6 separate regions of the Mus musculus genome follow, and all the other regions are linked to region 6. A link is a contact called in public HiChIP or PLAC-seq and promoter capture Hi-C data. All regions are on one chromosome and are shown on one strand. The core of a region is the stretch at or near the end of the contact, and the rest is flanking DNA. Distances in the headings are between cores, read along the strand shown.

The links. Promoter capture Hi-C pulls out the DNA fragments that hold promoters and counts their contacts. HiChIP or PLAC-seq counts read pairs in DNA pulled down with a chosen protein or histone mark.
Region 1: a promoter capture Hi-C map of hippocampal neurons shows a contact between it and region 6, with 5 times the contacts expected there. The contact joins the promoter of Cnot11 here to the promoter of Rev1 in region 6. A contact is called at or near these places in 4 of 39 promoter capture datasets (hippocampal neurons, liver and pre-B cells), 2 of 484 Hi-C or Micro-C datasets (both in embryonic stem cells), 5 of 115 datasets of contacts at active chromatin or transcription factors (astrocytes, embryonic forebrain, embryonic stem cells and 2 more) and 1 of 9 other capture datasets (adipose tissue).
Region 2: an H3K27ac HiChIP or PLAC-seq map of extraembryonic endoderm stem cells shows a contact between it and region 6, with 15 times the contacts expected there. The contact joins the promoter of Rnf149 here to the promoter of Rev1 in region 6. A contact is called at or near these places in 4 of 39 promoter capture datasets (cranial neural crest, frontonasal cranial neural crest, liver and 1 more) and 2 of 115 datasets of contacts at active chromatin or transcription factors (the 230-238 cell line and extraembryonic endoderm stem cells).
Region 3: a promoter capture Hi-C map of liver shows a contact between it and region 6, with 2.6 times the contacts expected there. The contact joins the promoter of Cox5b here to the promoter of Rev1 in region 6. A contact is called at or near these places in 3 of 39 promoter capture datasets (liver and pre-B cells) and 1 of 115 datasets of contacts at active chromatin or transcription factors (astrocytes).
Region 4: a contact with region 6 is called in a promoter capture Hi-C map of liver, with 3 times the contacts expected there. The contact joins the promoter of Rpl31 here to the promoter of Rev1 in region 6. A contact is called at or near these places in 6 of 39 promoter capture datasets (3T3-L1-derived adipocytes, the C10 cell line, embryonic stem cells and 2 more), 3 of 484 Hi-C or Micro-C datasets (the G1E-ER4 cell line, embryonic stem cells and regulatory T cells), 1 of 115 datasets of contacts at active chromatin or transcription factors (astrocytes) and 2 of 9 other capture datasets (adipose tissue and pancreatic islet).
Region 5: a contact with region 6 is called in a promoter capture Hi-C map of hematopoietic stem and progenitor cells, with 3 times the contacts expected there. The contact joins the promoter of Tmem131 here to the promoter of Rev1 in region 6. A contact is called at or near these places in 2 of 39 promoter capture datasets (hematopoietic stem and progenitor cells and liver) and 1 of 115 datasets of contacts at active chromatin or transcription factors (astrocytes).

The regions. Positions count from the first base shown.
Region 1 is chr1:39,534,337-39,537,036 of GRCm38.p6, forward strand. It overlaps Cnot11 (CCR4-NOT transcription complex, subunit 11), which reads left to right and starts at 1,365. Exons shown (of 7, transcript NM_028043.3): 1 at 1,365-2,001. The coding sequence starts at 1,503.
Region 2 is chr1:39,576,093-39,578,792 of GRCm38.p6, forward strand. It overlaps Rnf149 (ring finger protein 149), which reads right to left and starts at 1,255. Exons shown (of 7, transcript NM_001033135.3): 1 at 735-1,255. The coding sequence starts at 1,182.
Region 3 is chr1:36,690,042-36,692,741 of GRCm38.p6, forward strand. It overlaps Cox5b (cytochrome c oxidase subunit 5B), which reads left to right and starts at 1,446. Exons shown (of 4, transcript NM_009942.2): 1 at 1,446-1,648; 2 at 2,170-2,243; 3 at 2,410-2,509. The coding sequence starts at 1,546.
Region 4 is chr1:39,366,477-39,369,176 of GRCm38.p6, forward strand. Rpl31 (ribosomal protein L31) reads left to right here and starts at 1,375. Exons shown (of 4, transcript NM_001252218.1): 1 at 1,375-1,779. The coding sequence starts at 1,673.
Region 5 is chr1:36,938,171-36,940,870 of GRCm38.p6, forward strand. Tmem131 (transmembrane protein 131) reads right to left here and starts at 1,357. Exons shown (of 41, transcript NM_018872.2): 1 at 995-1,357. The coding sequence starts at 1,175.
Region 6 is chr1:38,128,349-38,131,048 of GRCm38.p6, forward strand. It overlaps Rev1 (REV1, DNA directed polymerase), which reads right to left and starts at 1,318. Exons shown (of 23, transcript NM_019570.4): 1 at 1,114-1,318.

The DNA.
Region 1 (2,700 bases), core at 115-2,614, 1.4 Mb after region 6:
AAGGGAGAGGAAGTGGGTTCTACAGTGAAAATGAACTCAGTTTGTGGTAATGGCAGAGAAACCCTAGAAACAAGCCCAGTGGAAACAGGGAAGACGCTCTTGGTATTAATCTTAGTGGAAATCAGCTCTATTGGCGGGTAACGTGCTGTGCTCAAATACCTTAAAACATCTCGAAACACCCATACTGTACTAACATTTAAGTTATCAACTAACAATAAGTTATGACAATAACTAGCATGAGTGGGTTTTAGTATGATTAGTTGTCATAGAGCATCCAATGTAAAAAGGCTCAAAGAGAACATAGTTGACTAATTAGTAGTAGTAGTAGTAGTAGTAGTAGTAGTAGTAGTAGTAGTAGTAGAAGAGGTAATTTGAATCATTTGCCCCGTTTGGCAAGCTATATTTTCTGCTGATTGCAATGTTCATTGGCAGAACCCCTCCACAGGTTTAACAGTAAACTAAAGAGGCCTTTAAAATATGCGCCATACCCATCACCTGTTCCTGAAGATTTCCTTGAGAACTTCAGCGGTAAATAGAAAACTTTCAGCTGCCGAAGAGTTTTAGCACAGGGTAGCTAGCAGGTGACGCTGATGACAGTCGCTCGGTTTCTGTAACTCTAGAGTGGATACTAGTCACCACCGGAGCATAGGGGTGGGGAGCGGGCAGCGGTGCCTTTGAAACAGATCACAGGGGACCAGGTCCAGGAGGCTGGTATGTAAAGAAATTTCCAGGGTTTTCCAGTGTTCAGCCAAGGCGTCCAGAAAAAGTGCCCTAGGGCAGGCTAAGGAAAAAGAAGCACTGCAAACGATTTTGTAAACGAATATTTCTCGAGACAGTTTTCTCAGATTTTTTTTTTTCTTTCTTTTTAGACCAGGCTGGCCTCGAACTCACAGGGGTTCGTCTGCCTCTGCCTCCCTGGTGCCGGCCTCGCCTAGATTTTTGTTCACATAACCAAACGTTTATGTGCGGTACGACCCCATCTCTGAGAATACGAGCAAGGCTCGAAATTTAAACTGTTTCTGAGAATCCTGTTTTCATTGGTATTTACAAGAAATGAGCCGTCAAGGATGCTCTATCAGACCAGTTAGCATCTAAGACCTAGTTTCCAAATTATAACTTAGGCAATATTGACTGGGCAGGTTTGGCGCCACCCTGTCACCCAAGGATCGCTTCTGAGGGCTTTAAGGGCAATTAACGGCGGTCTCTACATCACTCAGGCAGGGAAGGACCACTCGGACAGCTCAGAGACCACGCGGCCCCGCCCTCCACGGCGCCCCGCCCCCTTCCGGACACGGCGCCCCGCCCACTCGCGTCTCCGGAACCTCCGCTCGGCCAGCGTCGTCGGTCTGTCGGCCCTGTGTCTCCGTTCCGCTCGTCTGACTTAGGCACTGTTTTTGTTTGCGACGCTGTCGCGGAAGGGTGCGCTTTACGGCCGCGGGAGGACGCAGCGAGTCGGCGCCTTGGGCCTCTCGGCCGGGAAGCGGGGTAGGCGGGCGAGGTTGATGCCCGGCGGCGGGGCGAGCACGGCGTCTGGCCGGCTTCTCTCCTCAGCGGATCCCAGAGGGGCGCGGGAGGCAGCGGCGTTCCGGAGCGGCCCGGCGGGCTCGAGCGGAGGCCGAGGCGGAGCAGGCGGCCCTGGGCCAGGGATTGGAGGCCCCGCGGGCAGGATGAGCCTGACCCCGAAGGAGCTCTCGAGCCTGCTGAGCATCATCTCGGAGGAGGCGGGCGGCGGCAGCACCTTCGAGGGCCTGTCCACCGCCTTCCACCACTACTTCAGCAAGGCCGACCACTTCCGCCTGGGCTCGGTGCTGGTGATGCTGCTGCAGCAGCCGGACCTGCTGCCTAGCGCGGCGCAGCGCCTCACGGCGCTCTACCTGCTCTGGGAGATGTACCGCACCGAGCCGCTCGCCGCCAACCCGTTCGCGGCCAGCTTCGCGCACCTGCTCAACCCGGCGCCGCCCGCCCGCGGCGGCCAGGAGCCCGACCGGCCCCCGCTCTCAGGTACGTCCCGCAGCCAGCCGTGCGGGCGCAGCCAGCTGTTCTGGGGTGGGGGTGGGAGGGGGGTCGTCAGCTAGGGACATTCAGCCTCCTTGGAGGGGATCGACCCTCCCTCCTTTTCCATACTTTCTTTCCCTAAAATAGGGGAGAGATAGAAGTTGCAAGTTTTGTTTTTTTGGTTTTTTTTTTTTTTCAAATTCACTACACTCCAGATGATCCCTCCCAATCGAAAAAGCCAACACATCGTACAAGCCCACAAACGGGCTGGACATATTTTAGTATGCCAGATACGGTTCATTCTTGATTGTAAGGTCCTGAGGTATGCGAAGTTACAGCCAATGGCACTGAGTTTACCCCCTTTTTAAGCCTCCGAGTAAAGAAGTCGGTATTAAGAACCTGAGGTTGAAGTCCACATCACCACAATATCTAAAGTCTTTGCAGCCAACTCCTTGGTTAGCTGTAATGTCGCGTGAGGAGAGGATGAAGTCGTTTCTAATTAACCATTCAAAGATGCATGTGTCCTGGGCAGTATTGTGGAATGTTTGCTTTTGCAGCATTGCTAAGATCAGGCATAGATTACACCTGAGGATGCGCCCCTAAATTTGGTGCTGTGGATGGAACCCAGGGTCACTTCCTCTATACCATGAGCCTCGTCCAGGACTCTGGGACAGCTGTACCACTCACAGGCTGACATACATGTAC
Region 2 (2,700 bases), core at 5-2,504, 1.4 Mb after region 6:
GAAACTTAAAAACCCTAATCACAGGAAATTCAGAATGAGTCAACCGTGTGATGCCTAAAGCTAATGTGATCTTAGAAGGCACAAGAGAAACACAATCAAATTCTGGGTCCCCGGAGAGAACTCTGTCCCAAGGATGACATTTTGCAAACTCATCCTTGTCTGTCCCCTGGAACAGCGTGTTTAGAGGTGGCCTCCTGACAGAGGTAGCAAGGCCTTTCTTTCCTTCAATGAAAACAGTTTAAAAAAAAAAATTCATCTGAATTCAAACTGTCCAAACCAGGAGCTAGTGCGATCACCCTACATGCGTCGAGAGAGAAACTACAGCAAGAAAACCCAGGTTTTTTGATCCAGGGTTTTGAAAACACTCATATTCGCCTCATCGAGAGGAAGAAACCACATCGAGTAGCCACTTTAGGTTGGTGAAGAGACAATGCGAGCCTGGCGGCGCCAGCCGTCCACTCCTACACACTCTCCACTCAACCAACTTTGGGAGTCCGTGAGCCGACCTTAGGAAGCGACCCGGGTTCGGGAATCTGTAGAGTTACTGAACTCCGTAGGACCTGCCACCGGTGTGTTTGCTACTCCCCGGCCGAGGGCCCTTCCCAGCTTTCTCACCCTCCCGAGGTGAAGCTCCGATCCTGCAGCGTGTGCACGCACTTCCCTCTCCACACCACCCGGGGAACCACCAGGCTCGCCCCGGCCGCGGCCAGCGGCCCAGCGCCCGGCCTGCTCACCCGCGTGAGACATGGGCTCGGTGGCGTTCCCGTTGCTCTCCAGGTTGTAGACCACCACGGCCGAGGCGTTCCTCCGCGCCGCCGCCAGCACCTTGTCCTTGAAGGTGCAGCCGCCTCGCGCCACCAGCGCCACCCAGGGCGCGTTGCCGAGGGCGCCGGGCGCCACGAAGCGCGTGTCGGGCGCGCAGCCCTCCGCGGGCGCGGGCGCGCGCGGGACGCCCACCAGGCCCTGCCTCTCCTCCCGGAGCGAGCTTTCTCCGAAGCGGCCGCTCTCCGACACGCTCCACACCGTCAGGTTCGACTGCGGGTCCACGTATTCGATGCTCACCATGGCCGAGTACCACTCGAGCGCCCCGCCGCCCACCCCGGGAGTACACAAGGCCAGCGCCAGCACCGCGAGTGCGTCCCGGGCTCCCACGCCGGCCGCGGGCCGCCGCCGCGCCGCCATGGCCGCCCGGCCGGGCTACTGAGGAAGAAGAGCGCGAGTCAGAACGAGGCGACTCACTCCAGGCTGGCCCACAGCTTTGAGGAGACGGCGGCGGCTCGCGAGAGACCGCCGAGCGCGGCGGGGGCGGACCCGCGGCGCACGCGCACCTGGAGGGGCGTGACCGGGGCGTGGCGACGGAAGGGGTGGGGCCCTGCCCGCGGGCGTGAGGAGTGCGCAGGCGCCAGGGTCTGTGCCGCAGGGCTGTGGGCGGCCGAGCTGAAGCTTGCAGATGCTGCAGAGAGTTGTGCAACCCTGCTGCCAGAGTCCCCAAGTCTGGGGAAGTTTGTGCGCTCCGGGTCGGCCAGCGTGGGACTGCGGTTGTGTAAAGTTTCTCAGAGGGTGGAGTTGACTGTGCAAGGCACGCGGCAAAAGCCTGGCTGCCTAAACCACTTAAACAAACAAGCAAACAACAACAAAAACCACTAAGTCAAGTTGTCCAGATGCCTTTTGTTACAAACTCTGTAATATATTAAATTCTTTGTTGCTCTTTTCTCAATGGTTGCCTTCGAGCCCTTTCTTCCTTCTCCTTAGTTTATGTGTGCCTCTGTTTGGACGAAGACGAAGGTGCTACATTAATCAAAAGGGGGGAAAAAGGGGAAAGGATTTGTTTGGAGGTAAATGGTGGCTGATAGATAGTCCTTCGACAACACAGTGGGTGGATACTTTCAGTGTACCATTAAAAGATCCTGAACACACTAAACATAGTTAAATGCAAGTATGGTAACTCTGCTCCGGTAAAATCTTGAGTAGAGCTGAGATTTGAGATGCTCTGGTAGATCAACCCCAGCGAACCTGAAAGGTATTTCCTTTGAAGAATGTGAAGTCTGACTAGACCCGAATAAACACAGGAGATCTCTCCATAACGCTGAGGAGACATCACACCCGAGTTACCAAATATCAAAAGACATTTAAAATACCTCTTCATATATGAGCTACTGAATATCAAAATGTATTTAAACCTAAGAAGTGGACACTTAAGTGATGGACTTAATGCATAGCTATACATTGTTAGGCACTATTCTGAAGACATACACACACAGGCATATACTGTGACAGACCTTCAACTCATCCCTAAGCCTGACTTATATTATCCTTTTTATCTGAGGGGCCTCAGGTCACCTCACAGATCTCTGTTGTATTGGTCAAACCAGTTTCTCCTGAGAACCAGTTCTATAAAGGAACACCAAGTCTTTAATTACACTGGACTTTCAGCAGAGGCCTGCTTCGATTCTGATGGAGCAACTGAACTCATGATTTCAAAACTCACTCACTATGCCGTTGTGCTGCCGCATTTCTGAACCATGTTCCCTGTGAGGCTTGCTCATGTTGTTTCCCCCTCTTTACTCAGTGTGAGCAAATGCCAAAAGTCCCCTTTGTGTGGCAATAAACTGTGTGATTCGTGAAATCATCGTCAGTCTCTTTATTTCTACCAAACAAACCACTAAGGAGCTGGAAATGAAGTTCAGGGCTTTGATTTCT
Region 3 (2,700 bases), core at 196-2,695, 1.4 Mb before region 6:
TCTAAAGGAGGAAAGATGGTGGAGCTGGCTGATGGGGCTGACTGGGGTTTTCCCTCTTAATGTGGACACAAATCAATAATGGGTTCATTGGAGGAAAGATGCCTTGAATTAGGAATTAATCCAGATGATTGTAGTGGAGACAAGGAAGTAAAAATGAAAACTATGCAAAGTGTAAGCCCATCTTCACAGTCAAGAAATTTGGTGCCTCATTATAGGCTATTTTTTTTTCTTGGTTGAGGGCAGCCATGAAGACCAGGTTAGTTCCTCTGAAGGAATGTTCCACCAGACCCTTTTGAAAATAACCTACAAGGGGTAGGTGACAACACCCAGGAATTTAGTCCTTTGTAGTTTTCCTCAACTTGACCTTTTGTAGTCACAAGCTCTATAAACTATATTTTTGGTCCAAGCGGCAGGATTTACTAAAAGTCATTTGATATTATTATGTCAGGCCTCTGCAAGGTACTTAAGATTTCATCACTGGGACGCAATTAGGGAAGCATAGATACTGTATGCAGCCATAGTGTTTCAGGAATGTTCCACAACGAGAATAAATCGAAGAAGCCAGTGTTTGGAAATCTAGTGAACGCTCTGCCGTGAGTTGTCAGGCTTTACCTGTGTGCAACACTGAGCAATGGAGGACGTTTTCTGTCTAAATTAGAGACTTCTGGCCACGGTGCCTATTGTCATTTCCAGTTGCATTATTAACTTTCTTTCTGTCCCTCCTCCTCCTAGTATCCTCATCGTGGTGGAGTGGCCATCAGGAGGTATCCTACATCTATGCCTCCAAAGCCCTTCTGCACCGCACCCCCCGCACCCCCCTCATCCTTGTCCCTGGGGCCAACACCATCACCTCCCATAACATTACTATAGGAGGAAAACTGAGGACGGTGCAACAGCTTTAATCCCAGCAGAGGTAACCAGATCTCTGTGAGCTTTAGACCACCCTGATCTACATAGGGAGTTAAAGGTCAGCCAGGCTACATAGTGATACCGTGCTTAAAAAACAAAACAAAACAGAGTGGAGGAGGGAATTGAGGCTAAGACTGTGTGTGTGGGGGGGTGTACTGTCAATTTCTGACGGAGTGGGCCATTGCAACAATTTGGTAACAACTAAAGCTGTCTGCAGTCTCGAACCCGTGGCTAACAGGCATAACAAACACAACAGGCTTCCTGAGCTCACGCCCAAGGTTGTATGATTCGTGGTGGAAGCCCTTGACTGCGGGAACTTCGGCTTCCACAGCACCTCCACTACAAGAACTACTATGTGGCTGGGACACTGGGCGCGAACACTCAAGCGGACAGGTCATGAACCCGAAAGCCGCTAGCTGTCAGGGTGACTGACGCCACGCCCCGGAGGCGGCGGGAGTCTGCGCGGCCCACGAAGAGGCAGAACTGCGCATGTGCGGCGTCTACTTTTAGCGCTGCTTCGGCTGGTCGGGGCAGGAAGCGGAAGACTGACCGGGCGTTGTTAGACTCCCACCAACGGAAGTCCCGCCCATCTTGCTCAGCCTGTTCCCGGAAGTGCATCTGCTTGTCTCGGGCGAGATGGCTTCAAGGTTACTTCGCGGAGTGGGCGCTTTGGCGGCGCAGGCCCTGAGGGCCCACGGCCCCCGTGGCGCGGCCGTGACCCGCTCCATGGCTTCTGGAGGTACGTGACCAGCTGGGCGGGACAGGCCGGTGTCCATGGCCTCCGGCGTGGTTGGTGATGGGCGGTCGAGCGGGGTCGGCCATTAGCGTTCTCTCGAGCCCTGCTGACCACCTTAGGCTCCGGGAGCCGGCGCTCTGTCCGGTCTTGCTGTAATTTCGGCCGCCCACCCGATCGAACCCGCTTTCAAAGTGCCCTCACTGGAAGGTGCCGGGTGACCTTGGAACACAAGGACTTGGAGGGCTGAAAAAGCGCTGGACCAACATTCAAATCCCTTGCCCGCCACCAGCCAGTATACTCTCATGACTTGATTGTAGGGAAAGTCGACAACCAAGCTTCCGCGGTGGGAAGGGAAAAACGGTATGGCTTGGGAGTCATGCCTCAGTGGGCTTAGGGGACTGTGGGAATGGGTAGCTTGGGAACCCACCAAAGAAGCGGATAACGTCACCTTTCCCGTGTTGATCTTTTTATCGTGTATCCATCGTGGTCATATCAATTGCCGTAGCTCATTTTTCTTCTTCTAGGTGGTGTCCCCACTGATGAGGAGCAGGCTACTGGGCTGGAGAGGGAGATCATGATAGCAGCACAGAAGGGACTGGTAAGGAGAAATGCTGTGTCCTCTGGAGCCCTGGGGCTTGGATGGGATTAGAGGAGTTCCTGTCAGCCAGCGTCTGGTCCTGACAACCCAGCTTGTAGGAACGGCCCTTTTGCAGTGCAGTGGCAGGCGTTATCTGTCATAAATAGTCAACTCTTGTCTCTTTCAGGACCCATACAATATGCTACCTCCAAAGGCAGCTTCAGGCACCAAGGAAGACCCTAATCTAGTCCCGTCCATCAGCAACAAGAGAATAGTGGGCTGCATCTGTAAGCACTTTGTTTTTATTTTCTGGCCCATTTGTTTATAACCTGCCTCACAGAATGTCTATAAATTGCTTCAGATATGTGTGTATGATGGACTGTATGTGTGTAAAAATGTAAATATGTGTATACATTGTTGTAAGGGTTGTTGACTGTCTTAAGTCTCAGTATGCATGAGAAGTCACAGAAGGCAGATG
Region 4 (2,700 bases), core at 125-2,624, 1.2 Mb after region 6:
GCTTTTCTGTAGAAAAGCTCATTAGAAATGAGGCAGGGGAATTTTTTTTCCTTTTTGATTTTTTAGCTTAATCATGTGTGGACGGATATGTCTAGTTTATTGACTCCTTAAATTATTCATGTTTTACTTTTAGTATGAAGTCAGGAACTCACAGCCTTTTATAAACTCAGCTTTTCTAATTAACCATTATTTATTAACCATAACTAATTATCATTTCTTGCTCAAGTCAGCACACTCTGACTAGTGGGCTCCTCTGTCTTCTTGCTAAAGATCCCAAATTCACATTTTCATATTCTCTTTATAGCCCTTCCTCCCTCTCCCTCCCTCAGTCTCTACTCTCCCCTTCCCTCTCTCCTCCCCTTACTCTTGGATCTAGTCTCATTGTGTAGCCAAGACTGGCCTCTGTGTAGTCCGTCCTTAATTTGGCATCCTCTTGCTCTGCCTCCTGAATGCATCGCTCCAGACTTCCTTTTAAATTATTTTTGAGTGGCTCTGCTTGGGAGATTGCGTTGCAATTTTCTGAGCTCAACCCCAGTACCAATCAGCACTCCCATAGAACCCCTTCTGGTTTGGATTCTCTAAGAACTAGAACCGAGCCTGTCTGCTCCTTTCCTCCTAGCCCCACTGAGAAGTCATCAGATATTGTCAAGCGTGTTTAGCCCACTACAGTCAAGGATATCTCGAACTCCTGATCACCTAACTCAACCCACAAAGTTCTGGGATCACAGGTGTGCACCACCACACGTGGCTGTGGACACTATTTTCTTAAGAGAGAGAGAGCAGTTGCCTGTCCACCCCAAGTCTGACCTTTGGGGAATCCAAAGGCCCCAGCATCCCTTAGCCAAAGGAGGCAGAGACATAGGTTCCTTGTAAGATCGTGGAGTTTCTGCCTGCCTGTCTTCTTGCCTGTGAGATCCTGAAACTTGCTCATTGCTGAAACTCCAATAGACAGGCTATTCGGACATGTTTAGATTCGGAGATCTATTTTCTACGGACGTGCCTGGCATTTCCGTGGGCATTTTCGACTTGGAAAATAAATTCTTTTGTTGTCGTCTCGGTCATTCCGGGGACCTTCCGCCAAGCACAGTATCTAATAGATTAAACAAACGTAGAGTGAGTGAGCGAGTGCACCCGAAAAACTGGAGTATCTTCCCTCCCGGCCGGGCGTTCCGAATCCGGGTTCGGGTTGGGATTTAAATCCCATCCCGCACCTCCACTGCTCAAGGCAGATTGCAAGAAGACTGACAAGATCGACCCCGCCCTGGGCCCGCCCTGGGTCCGCCCCATGCCGCTCGCTCCGCCCCTGACGCGCGCTGTATTTACGCCCCAGCCTAACTCCTAACTTCCCTCGCCACACCTCTTCCTCCTCGCCTCCCCGTGACCCGGAAGTTGTACGGCTACGCGACTTTCCCTCCCACAAACCCTCGCGCCCTTCCTTTCCTACTTGGGCCCGGCAGAGTGAGTATGGCTGCGGGGTCGCGGCTCTGAAATCCGGCGCCATCCGCGCCCGGCGCGGGACGGGCAGGCTCGGTGGGGTTTGTCCCGCGCCGCGCGGAGGCTCTGCGGTCCGGGGCGGTGGGAGGACGGCCTGCGGGGTACGGGTGCACCTTAGCTCGGGCTTGGGCTTTCCCACTACCTGCTTAGAGCCTCCCTCCCTGTCGCCTGCGTCTAGATGGCTCCCGCAAAGAAGGGTGGCGAGAAGAAGAAGGGCCGTTCTGCCATCAACGAGGTGGTGACCCGAGAATACACCATCAACATTCACAAGCGCATCCATGGAGTGTGAGTACCGGGCGGGCGGTGTGGCCCGCGACCCCCTTCGGGCTCCGGCCGGGCTGGGCTGTCACCCGCGAGCCTTGCTTACAGACTGGGTGCTCTAGAGGGCAAGCGGGTTTATTCCGGTGTGGTTGTGTGTACGTGGAAGGTGTGCGGGGTTTGGCTTGCACGGCAACCGGCTAGGAAATGGAGACTGGAGGCTGTGATGGAGTTTGAGGGAGCGGTTAGACTTGGGGAAGGTTGGTGGTGCTAAAACGTGAGTTCTGGTAATCCGGACGTGTAAAAGGAAAGTCAGTGACTTGTACGCTGCAGGAAAGTGGCCGGTTACTACCTCAAGTGCGAAATACGATTTTTTTTTTCGTCGTCCGATTATACAGATTTGTGCAAATTCGGGGCAAGTTGTAGTAAAGTGGCGGTTACAGAGAGTGATTGCGGTCCTTATTTGTACACGACCTATCTGCATTTGCGTTCCAGCCCTAGAGCTTGAGTTCTTGGACTTGATGGTTTAGTATTTTCGGAGAGATTTTGCCGGGTTGAAATGTGTGTCTGCACCTAGTGGGTTGCCCCAAGGTCTTTGCCCGGTATGAATACTGCTGGTGGTCGGCCACGTTCCTTCCTCTATGGTTGGGCATATTAAGCACTATGAAGCACTATTTAGGCCTGTGACAAAGTGAAAGTAGGCCACAAGTTAAAGGTGGTGTGGGTGTTGCCCAGTATGTGGAAGGAAGAGTCGCTCTCAGGTGAAAGGTACTCTTTAAAAGCAGCCTTGAATAGAGCATTGTAGAAGCGAGTCGTACCCCCCCCCCAGGCCTTTTGTATTTTGTTGATAAGGCCCTATGTGAGAATCTCTAGCCTCCTTCATTCTTTGGTAATTTCTTGGTCCCCATTGTGGTGTAAACCAAGCCTCTGCTTTGTTCCACTCCTTGC
Region 5 (2,700 bases), core at 107-2,606, 1.2 Mb before region 6:
CTAGCCAGTAACAGCGACTTTATACAGGAAAAACAAAAATAATCTAACTAGTTTTCTTCTTAGGGAAAAAAAAAAGCAGCATTCACTGTGAATTAATTCATGAAGGTTCTGTGACTGCTCACACTTCTCCTTGGGCTCACGTTCAGAAACAGGTAGTCCAGAACACCCCCACCCCCAAATTAGTCTTCAAGACTGCAAAGTAATTTCTGATCTTGTCAAAGTACCAGTTTTACAACCTTACAATATTAGAGGAGTTATTAAAACTGGAGTGCGGCTTCAATTGTGAGTTACAGGTGAAGGGTGTGCAAGCTGGGAACTTGACATTCGTTTCTAAGGGCTCACACATCAAAGAGAAAGGCACCGAATTACGTGAGGATATTAAAGCAGAAATGGAAACCGGCTTCCAGTAGCTTACTAGAGGCAAATGAGAGTCTATTTAGGGCTAATAACAAACGATCCTCCATACCGCAAAGGGATAGTGAAGAAGGATACTAAGGAAACAAGAGCCTCTTCAAAGAGATGTCCCAGCAAATAGAAATTTTATAAGCCGTGTATTGAAGCCTTTCCACCAGTCTCGCTTTTTTTTTTTCTTCTTTTTTAACCACCGCATTTTAAAGTGAGCTCGGTCCGCATGCCCAAATTAAAACCTGACAAAGGGAAAACAAGAAAAGCGTCCCGCGATCGACCTAGCAGGAGCCACCAAGAAGCCTAAAAGCGGGGTGCCTCCTCGCATAGCGGGCCAAGTGGCAAGAACCTACAAGAGAGCTCGGGAAGTTTTATGGGCACTGACAGTAGACGAGGGAAAGACCGGGACACGGTGAGGGGAAAGGAATCACGGAGCAGCGGCAGAGCCGCGGCGCGCGGCCGACGCGGCAGCTCGCCGAACCCCGAGTCGCCGGCTCGGGACGGGGCTCGACCCAGCAACTTCGCGCCGGCGCCCGTCGCGGGCCTCCCTCTGCCGCCTGTCGCCCGCCGCCCGCCGCCGGCAACCCACCTTCCTTCTCGGCCCGCGCCGCGGCCACCACGAGGGTCATCACCAGGTGCAGCGCTCCCAGGAGGCCCGCGGCTGCGCTCCGAGGACCCCCGCCTCGGCCAGCCGCGGGCTCCAGCCCGGCCGCGGAGGACGTGGAGGCGGCGGCGGCGGCGGCGGCTGCTCCTCCCGCCCGCTTCCCCATCCTGGCGGGCCGGGGGCCGCCGAGCTCGAGGTCCTGCGCGACCCTTCTCCGCGAGGCGACGGCAGCGGCGCGGGAGCCGTGGTCCGGGCTATGGCCGCGGTGCCCGAGGAGAGAGCGGTTGTGGGCCCAGAGCTCGGGCTCCCGGCGTGGGTCTGGGTCGGTGCGTGCGTGGGAGCGAGAGTGTCAGTCACAGTCTCGGCATCGGCATCGCCTACGAAGAGCCGGAACGGAGAGGCCGCGGGTCAGGCACGGCGGGCGGCCATACTGGAAACGGGCAAGGGCCGCGGGCCCCGGCGCTGGCCTCTAAGGGGCGGGGCAGAGCGCAGGGGCCCGCCCCCTCCGTGCCAATACCTGGGCGGCCCGCCGGTTCGCGTGCTCCCCGTGGACTCCGTGAGCTCCGGCTCCTCGCCCCGCCCTCAGAATCACACGGGCTTCACCGACCGGACGGGCCGGGGCGGCCAACCGCACCCTGTCACTGCCGCACGGCCCGGGAGAAGGAGGGAGAGGGACCCGGGCCGGCCAGGAGTTAAGATGGCGGCCGGAGCTTCACGGAGGCAATGACGGCAGTCACGTGGGAGATAGGGTAGCCACGCTGCGCAGCCGCTTTGGTGCGTGGGCGGGGCCCGGCCGCGCCTCCGACGCCGGGACAAACCCGGGTCTAGTGGTACTGCAATGTCCGAGCCTTTCAGAGGGCTGAGTGCGCATCCGGAGCCCAGCGCCGACAGTCCGTGCCAGTGATTTCTCGGGTCGCACCTCTGCCTCTCGGTGGCTTTGACGTGGGAAGTGTTCAGGGTCCGATTCAATTTCTTGCAGTGCTTCCTTAAGAACGGGGGACCCGCCCTCTTTACATTTGTGTCTTCCAAAGCGTACCCAAGAGGGACTTAATGGAACCTTCGTACCTCTTGTTCACAGGAAGCCCTTTTTATGCAGTTTCTTTGCTTGCTTGTATTTGGAAACTTACCATGTGTGTAAAAAGCATTAGTTGGGGCGGGGTGGAGGAACAAGGCGAGGTGTGCCAGAAATCAGACTGGGTTTTCTCTGTCTTGGAATGATCAATATGTTTCTATGCGCATACTCCTTTCAAAGGCCAAAATCAAAGATGGTGTGTCTTAGTCTCCTGTAAGAAGCACCTCATGTCTCCCAGGTTAAAGTTTGAGTGTGTGTGTGTGTTTTTCTGTGTGTCTGTTTGCTCGATACAAGTCTTAATCTAGGCCCTTTGGGGAAGGGGAAGGAAGGATATTGTCACAGTTTGGTAGCCTGGTCACTTCCCCCCAGAGCCTAGCCCCAGAGTCTTTTTTTGCTTTTCTCAGCTTTTGGTTGAGTTAGTCGATCTATTTAAAAGGCCACATTTGCCTATTGCATGTCTTAGAACAAACTAGAAAAGAAAATGGGATTTCAGAAAACCTTTTTTAAAAGGTACTCAACGTTCTTCCTTCTGCTGTCGTCCTGTTTGTGAAGCAAACATGTAAATTAATAATACATTTTGAAGGCGTCCTCACCCCCGATGGCTTTTGGTTTGCCCCCC
Region 6 (2,700 bases), core at 68-2,567:
GAAAAATGGCAAGTAAGTAGTCTAAGCAATGAACGAGTGCACTCGTGCAGACTGAAGTCCTGGATGGAGAGCTCCAGGTAAGCTTCCAAGTGTCCATCACAGGTAGCACTGGAAGGGCCGGAAGGGTATTCTAGCAGCATTTGCCTGGGCAAAGCCCGGTCAATATGGGAAAGCAAACTTATGGAGTCTTGCTAAGCTGAGCTAATGCGCACTCCATAGGAACAAGATTGTGGTATTATTACTCTACGTAAAGGAAGAACAGGTACTAGAGAAGCCAGAGACCAAGCAAATAATTTAAGAGCTGTTACATAGCCCTTAATAGTTACAAATCCTTTTTATGAGGTCTCTTGTTTTTATCTACATACCATTTCTACTTTATACCCAAGAAACACCAAAAAACACACGGTGAAATCCTAGGCATGTATCACCTGTAGTGTTTTTTTAAACAATCAAGGAACGATACTACAGGAAAGTCCGGGCTTTGCAAACCCGGGACAGGAAGAGTCTCCAAACAAACAAGTGCCCCCTCGGTGCACCCCGACTGTTATTATAACAGCACACCCAAGTGTGAACTGAGCACCTGTACAAACACTTGGGGACAGGTGTCCTGCACATGAAGGGGACAGATAAGTGACAAGGGAAAAGGAGTGAGAGAAACACTGCCTCCGGGATGCCTAAGAGCAAGGCAGAGGGGAGAAGCCGATGCACCGGGGACGAGCGAAGACCCGCGGCGCGGGCCCCGGGTGCCCCCTGCCACGTTCTGCAAACGCTGGCGGAGCGGACACTCGAACGCGCGAGGGAATGAATGGCCGGCCAGGCGCCGGCGCAGGAGGAACCGGTGACTTGCGACGCCAGCGGCGGGACTCGGAGGCAGGGCCGCGGGCGCCCCGATCGGCGCGCGACGGAGCGCCGGGTGTGGAGCGGGAACGGGAGGTCACGCGTTACATAACCCGGCGGCCGGAGGCGCAGGGGCGACGCGGCGCGGCAGGCAGGAGGCCTCGCGGCAGCACCGCGAGCCCCCGGCCTCGGCGCCTCGGGCCGCTCGTGCGGCGGAGGCGGGGACGGCGGAGGCTCGGTACCCCTCCCCCACCCGCCGGCCCGGGGGTCGCTCACCTTCCGCGCCGCCCCAGGCCACCATGCCCGGGCCCAGCCGCTTCCTCGGGCCTCGCGGGCGCCGCCGTCGTTCAGTGTCCTCCCCGCGGCTGAGGGGAACGCCGGGGAAGGCAACCGGTCAGGCGGCCGCCCAGCCGCACCGCACCGCACCGCGGCCCACGCTCCCTCAGTCGCTGCGCCCGCCTCGCGCCTCCGCGGCAGCTCCGCCCCTCCCCCGCCGCTCCTCTGGCGCGCGCCCGGCTCCCCCTCCCATCCACACCGCGGCCCGCTGGCCCGGCCCCGCACGCACTCACCGGGCGCGGCGCACGCGCGCTGCTCGCGCCCGGCCCGAGGCGACCCCGGCCCCGCCCTCCTCTCGCGCCGGCGCCCGCGGGGAGGGGGGGTGGAGAGCAGCGCCTCGGCTGCACGTGACCGTGCGGCTGGCTGGGCGGAGGTGGCGCGGGACCCGCCGCATCACCACGCTGCCTCCCGCCGGGGCCGGCTAGCTAATGGTGCTGCAGCGACGCGCAGCCGCGCCCCGCCGTGCCCCGCCCCGCCCCGCCCCGCCCGGGCTCCCCAGCCGCCGCGGAGGGCGCGGGTGCCGGGACTAACCGGGTAGACGACCGCGCAGGGTCGGCCGAGGCGCGAAACGCGTCGCCGCACCGCGCTCCGATTGATGTGCGGCGCCACCTAGCGGCGGCCAGGACGCTCACAGGCTAGCACATGCTCGGTCGGCGAGCGGAGAACCGCGGCCCACACGGGTCTGCGGGAATGCCAGGTCACTTGCTGGCAGCCAGCTAGGCTGTGTCCAGACACGACGTCCCTCACAATCTTACCACTGCCGGTCCTGTGCTCTACCTGCCTTTCCCACTTGCAACACACAGACCTGAAGAAAATTGCTTTCCCTTGTGATGGTTAAAAACAAACAAACAAAAACAAAAAACCAGCAGCTACACAATTTATTCGTGGATGTTAAATACACCTAGCAAAAAAGAAAAAAAACAGTCTCTTAAGGCCCATTTCCCCCGCCTCTGTAGTGTCTGTTCAATGGGAGACTGCATGGTTATTGTGATAGTCTTTATTGTTGGAATGCTCAAACATTAAGCCAACCAACTCCTCGCCCTAGACTGAACACTTTTGTTCCTTCCCCACCTTAAGACTTTTGAAAGGAGTTTGCAGGCACTTAGAAAACAGTAGTACTCTTTTTAAAACTGACTTTGCAAACCTGAGGTTCCTTTCCCAGAGAGACAGGAGATAATCGAAATCTCTCTCTCTCTTTCTGTGTATGTATATGTACATGGGAAATATATATATCTGTCTCGATTTTAACCTCTCCCCCTTTGCTCCACTTGCTCGCTCTCCTTTATGAATTCAACTTCAGTATTCCCTCCCAGCTCTGTTTCTCTGGACCCACAATTGAAGAGCTAGATACAGTGTAACTGCAGGAGTTTCAGAACGAGCTGCAACACCACCAGCTTGTGTTCGGAAATACCGCTGGGCGGGAAATGAGGCTTGTGAGGAGTTTTGAAAAACTGTCTCTACACAGCAGTTATTTCCAATGAGAAAAACACCAAAACTTTATTTTTGAGACTGAAAAATAACTTGTGA